2 separate regions of the Bombyx mori genome follow, and region 2 is linked to region 1. A link is a contact called in public Hi-C data. All regions are on one chromosome and are shown on one strand. Each heading gives the region's core, a stretch centred on a gene start, on an enhancer-like site or on the middle of the called end of the contact. The rest is flanking DNA. Distances are from core to core; before and after follow the strand shown.

Region 1 (2,787 bases), core at 64-2,563:
CTATACTTGAGAACCTTAGAACTTATACCTCAAGGTGGGTGGCGCATTTACCTTGTAGATGTCTATGGGCTCCAGTAACCATTTAACACCAGGTGGGCTGTGAGCTCGTCCACCCATCTAAGTAAAACAAAAGACAGGTTTAGTTACTGTGTCTCGACACTGACCTGAGGCAAGCTGGGCCAGCAAGTGATCTTGTTGTGACTGAGATCGAGCTGCCTCAAACTGGTTGGGTACGAGGTCACGTAGGACATCGATCTGAAAACGATAATTTAATTTAGTCCAAAAACGGAACACGTTTAATTATAAATCATGTTTTGTAACGGTCATTAACGGTAGGCGGCGGTTTGGCTCTGCCCAGGGCATTGCTGATGTCCATGGGCGACGGTAACCACTCGCCTTCAAGTGGGCCGTGAGCTCGTCCACACAACTAAGCAATAAAAAAAAATAAAAAAACGGGAACGTTAAAAAGCTCGCACTAAGCACACTGTCCGCTATTTTACAAGCTTTATATCAGCTTCACTTGTATGTATGTATGTAACTGACTCCTTTAGACGCGATATTGACCCACTTTAAACGGCCAGATTTCATTCAAACTTTGTAGATTTATCGAGGACCGATAAAAATTCAATATTAAAAAAAATTATTAAAAATTTTGAAAAAATATATTAAAAAAATTGAAATTCAACTAAAAATTAAATATAAATAATAGTTAAAAAAACTAAAAATCACGCTTTATATAAGATTCAACTAAAAAATAGAAAATAAATTTTAATACACTTAAATTGAAAATAGTGTAAAAAAATATATATTTTATTGTAAAAAAAGCGTGGGGTGCATGGTGGTATTAGTTATAAATATTTTTCTGACAGATTTCTGTCTGACAGACAGTAGAAGAATTATTATTTCAATAATATGTTAAAAAGCAACACACGCTTTTTTTTTTTAAATAAAATATATATTATTTACACTATTTTCAATTTAAATTTATTAAAATTTATTTTCTATTTTTTAGTTGAATTTGATATAAAGCGTGATTTTTTGTTTTTTTAACTATTACTTTTCATTAATATCCATAAATAAGAAGTGTAACTTCTCAAACGCAATTTTTAATTATTATCATTTAAAATTAATTATTAACACGGAAGTAAACCTGAGCATTTCCAAACACAACATATAGTCTCGGACTCACCTGAGAGAGTTGTAGGACATGTTCAGTCGCTTAAGGTTGTGAGCCCTGCAGGCCAGCGCGGGGGGGAGGCAGGTGAACTGGTTGTGCGACAGGTTGAGAGCGGCGAGGGGGCTACCCTCAAGTGACGTCACGCCCGCCTGCACAGCGCCCCGCCACGCGTGCACTCGACGCGCCTCCGTGCAACTAAGTACAGTCTTACAGTAAACATACGCTTCATACCTTAGTCGTCATGATGTCTATTAGAGAGAGGGAGAGTGAGGGAAAGAGAGAGAGAGGGAAAGAGAGAGAGGGAGGGAGGGAAATAGAGAGGTAGGGAGGGAAAGAGAGAGAGGGAGGGAAAGAGAGAGAGGGAGGGAAAGACAGGGAGAGGGGGCTTATTGCTTAGATGGGTGGACGAGCTCACAGCCCACCAGATGTTAAGTGGTTACTGGAGCCCATAGACATCTACGACGTAAATGCGCCACCCACCTTGAGGTATAAGTTCTAAGGTCTCAAGTATAGTTACAACAAATAATAAATTAAATATCTGAGATACTTACACAGCATTTCCACTCCTGTTTCCAATGATCGGGATACCTTCGTCCTCAGAGTCACTCCTGTCGATCGATGGACTAGATGGACTTCGGGACAAGTACTGGAAGATACAGTCATGGAAACGACTTGAGTTTACCTGTCTTAAGAGGTCAGCTGACAGCGTTTAGGCTATACTAGCTACCCGCCCTCGCTTCGCTTCGTAAACTGTAATTTATTATTGATTTCTCCACTATTTAATGGATGTTATTATACATATAAACCTTCCACTTTAATCACTCTATCTATTAAAAAAAACCGCATAAAAATCCGTTGCGTGGTTATAAAGATTTAAGCATACATAGGGACAGAGAAAGAGACTTTGTTTTATATAGGTACTATGTAGTGATGAACCTTGAAGGATGAGGCAGAAGATCTAATTTCCATTACACAACCCCGGTCTTAGAAAAAAATTAATAATAGTTTAAAAAAACTAACAAAATACGCTTTTATAGAAAAACCAATTACAAAAAAGAAAATGATTTTTAATAAATTTGAATTAAAGATTAGTGTAAGAAAAATAGATTTTATTGTAAAAAAAAGCGTGGGGTGTTTTCAGGATATTATGAAAATAACCCTTCTACTCATATCTGTTCATAAAATATTTATAACTACTGATACCATGCACCCCACGCTTTTTTTTAACAAAAAACTCATTTTTTCTTTTTTAGTTGGTTTTTCTATAAAAGCGTATTTTGTTAGTTTTTTTTAAACTATTATTTATTTTTCATTTACATTTTTTCAATTTTTTTTTTTATATTGTATTGTCATCGGTCCTCAATAAGTATACCAAATTTCGGGTTAATCCGACGTTTTGAAGGGGGTCAAAATCATGTTCAAAGATTCCGTTACATACATACATACATACATACGTCTGAAGCTAATAAAAGCGTATTAACAACTCACCGATGAGCTGGTAAAGTTGAATGGCGATGTCGAGTTGGAAGGCGAGGCGCTTGTCAGCGGAGACTCCAGGGGCGAGGTCGGTGGCAGACCAGGCGACTCTGACTGGTTCTGTTGACAGGACA
Region 2 (2,975 bases), core at 18-2,517, 110 kb after region 1:
TGGTCGGAGCTCCCCACGTCCAGCAGCTGCACGTCGCTCAGCCCCTCCAGCTACCTCCGCCCCCTCCAACTTATCAGGTACTCGTGGACAGCACCATGATATTGCTATTTTAGGTTTTGCTTTTATCGCTGGTGATGAGCAGACGGGCTCGTGTGGTCTGGGGAAATTGCCGGAGACTTTGAAGTGACAACGAATACTCAATTGTATTGAATGCCTAGCGGGTCTGAAGGATCGAAGTAACTACTTTCTTTTCTCCTGCCTATGCTGATAGCCTTGAGAGGCTATTTCAGCTTCACCCTAACGTGTAGGTGAGCTCATGGGGCTCAAACCGAAGTGTTGCTAACATTGGCCCTAGCAAGAGCAGTGCTTCACAGAATCTACCACCGGATCGGAAACCCGACCCGCTCAGAAGATCCGGCGAGAAACTCAGTGGACGACCAAGGTCAGCAACATCTAGTATATACTGACACTGATGGACACTTCCGATGTAGGTTAACCGGACATTTAGTTCTAATAGTTCTGCAGTGAAGGAGTAATGCGTGTCAGTGGGAAGGGCAACTGGCATACAATGTTTATTTTGACCAATTTGTTTTTATTGCCCTTACAAAGCAGATGAGCATAGGGCCTTCCTGATGACGAGTGGTTGTCAGTAATGCCAGGGACATAGTCAAGCCACTACCCGATACAATCAAGTCATCCATATACAATTTTTTTTTTATTGCTTAGCAGGGTGGACGATCTCACAGCCCACCTGGTGTTAAGTGGTTACTGGAGCCCATGGACATCTACAACCTAAATGCGCTACCCACCTTGAGATATAAGTTCTAAGGTCTCAGTATAGCTACAACGGCTGCTCCACCCTTCAAACCGAGACGCATTACTGTTTCACGGTAGAAATAGGCAGGGTGGTGGTACCGCGCGGACTCACAAGAGGTGTCCTACCACCAGTAATTTACGCAAATTATAATTTTGGCGAGTTTCACTTTTATTACATGACCAAACCCCCCTCCAAACAGGTATTCCTGAATCTGCTGGCGATGTTCCCGCTGTCTCCTTACGGGGAGCCGCGCGAGGAGTCCGCAGACTCCCCCGAGACGGAGAACTACGAGGCCCTTTTGTCGCTGGCTGAGCGGCTCGGGGAGGCCAAGCCCCGGGGCCTGGCGCGGGCCGAGATCGAGCAGCTGCCCAGCTACAAGTACGGAAGCGGGGCGGAGGGCGAGCAGAGCTCGTGCGTGGTCTGCATGGCGGAGTTCGAGGCCAGGCAGACCCTGCGCGTGCTGCCCTGCGCCCACCACTTCCACGCTAAATGCGTCGATAAATGGCTGAGGGTGAGTCGTCTTCTAACACACTCTCGATATAATGAGGGTACATTGTCGATATAGTGAGGTACATTGATACATTGTCGATATAGTTAGGTACATTGTCGATATAGTGAGGGTACATTGTCGATATAGCGAGGGTACATTGTCGATGTAGTGAAGGTACACTGTCGATATAGCGAGGGTATATTTTCAATATAGTGAGGGTAGATTGTCAATATAGTTAGGTACATTGTCGATATAGTGAGGGTACACTATGGCTGCGACTCAAGGGTTTCGAGGGGTAACACCCTACAACTGACTAGAAAGAGGATAGACAGAATTATCTACTTCCGAGATCCTCCCTCCAGGCTTTAGTCCTCTAGTGATCATGGCGCTTGCAACCGAAAATGTGTGTCGCTGCTTTTAGGTTTTAAGGGTAATTAGATATTAATTCCGCGCTGGAAGAAAAACGCTTGATCAGTGATGCCGAAAGAAGATCAGTGATTACCGTAGCCCATGGACTTCAGCAATGCCAAGGGTAGAGCCACGCCGCTGCGTACCACTTAATACTCTCCGCAAGCCTCGTTTAAAGAAGGACATTGGATCGGATCACTGCTGCTACCCAGCCAGGCTCACAAGCCGCCCTAGCGCCAGTTAAGTTTCCAGGCTCCGTGCGGTGGATGCTCATGAGCGCTCTCCGTTTCAGTCGAACCGCACGTGTCCCATATGCAGGGGCAACGCGTCAGAGTACTTCAGCAGCGCGGAGTGACGTCACGCGCGGACCGGCCGCGGGGACCAGGACTCGTGCACCGCCACAAAGTGTGAACTAGCGTTGTGGGGGCCGCGGTGTAGTGCGACCCCCCCGTGACCCCCGTGGGGATCAGACGATCAGCCGTGAGATCGCAGTTTATACACGTTTTTAATGATGCCTCGATTTGTACAATAAAGGGACGCGCGCGAGTGTCTCATTCCGCCATGCAGTGCGCCCGCAGAAATGCCCTAAGTTTGCGCTAGCAGCCTTACAAGCAATACGATTTGGAACACGTAACTTTGCATTGATCGAGCCGCCGAAATAAAAAGTTTTGCAAATCTAGATCAAGCGATATCATGAAGGCATTTTGTGATCATGGTTTTCGGGTATTGCCTTAGTCAGTTTGGCTCTGCGAGTCGGACGCTTTTTTAACTGGCCTGGTGTTGTGCGACCGCTTGCCGTCAGCCGCGCGCCGACTTATCCTAGTACAGTGACGTGAAGCAATAATGTCGTCGATTGTGTCGGGGGCGACGACCCCGCGAGCTCGACAGGTCAACGACCCGGAAATTATTAGTGAAAATATACAAGGAGTTTGTTTGTTTATGATTATTATTATTATTATTATATATACATTTTTTTCATTTATTAATCGATTAATTTTTAATATTAGTTTTTGGCAATATTGTTGGTCGTTAACACGTGTGTTGGTGTAAAAGTGCGCATTTTAATAAATCCGCCCCATCAAATGCGTCAGTTAGAGGCCTAGTGAGGGACCTGGCTGGGGGCCAGGGGCCACAGGTGGTCACCGCGTAGTAGAGGCCCTCGCTCAGTCCCCACTGTTCCGGCTGTTGCCGTCGCAAGACAATAAAATGTCATTTCGTTACACGTCAATAACAAAAACACTGGATGACGAAACGATGGAG

The links. Hi-C and Micro-C count contacts between places; a contact is called where the count stands out from the background.
Region 2: a contact with region 1 is called in a Hi-C map of middle silk gland, with 1.5 times the contacts expected there. The contact joins two enhancer-like sites. A contact is called at or near these places in 2 of 7 Hi-C or Micro-C datasets (middle silk gland and whole pupa).

Annotation. Positions count from the first base shown.
Region 1 is chr24:18,712,243-18,715,029 of ASM3026992v2, forward strand. It overlaps LOC101740132 (leucine-rich repeat serine/threonine-protein kinase 1), which reads right to left. Exons shown (of 58, transcript XM_038019705.2): 17 at 2,666-2,773; 18 at 1,729-1,823; 19 at 1,190-1,372; 20 at 165-255. Among protein-coding and RNA genes, the nearest start is that of LOC134201347, 29 kb to the right of the region's middle. Within about 2 kb of position 1,314, at least 3 of the 8 cell types and tissues checked have open chromatin away from gene starts, as enhancers often do.
Region 2 is chr24:18,817,339-18,820,313 of ASM3026992v2, forward strand. No RefSeq gene overlaps it. Among protein-coding and RNA genes, the nearest start is that of LOC134201346, 15 kb to the right of the region's middle. Within about 2 kb of position 1,268, at least 2 of the 8 cell types and tissues checked have open chromatin away from gene starts, as enhancers often do.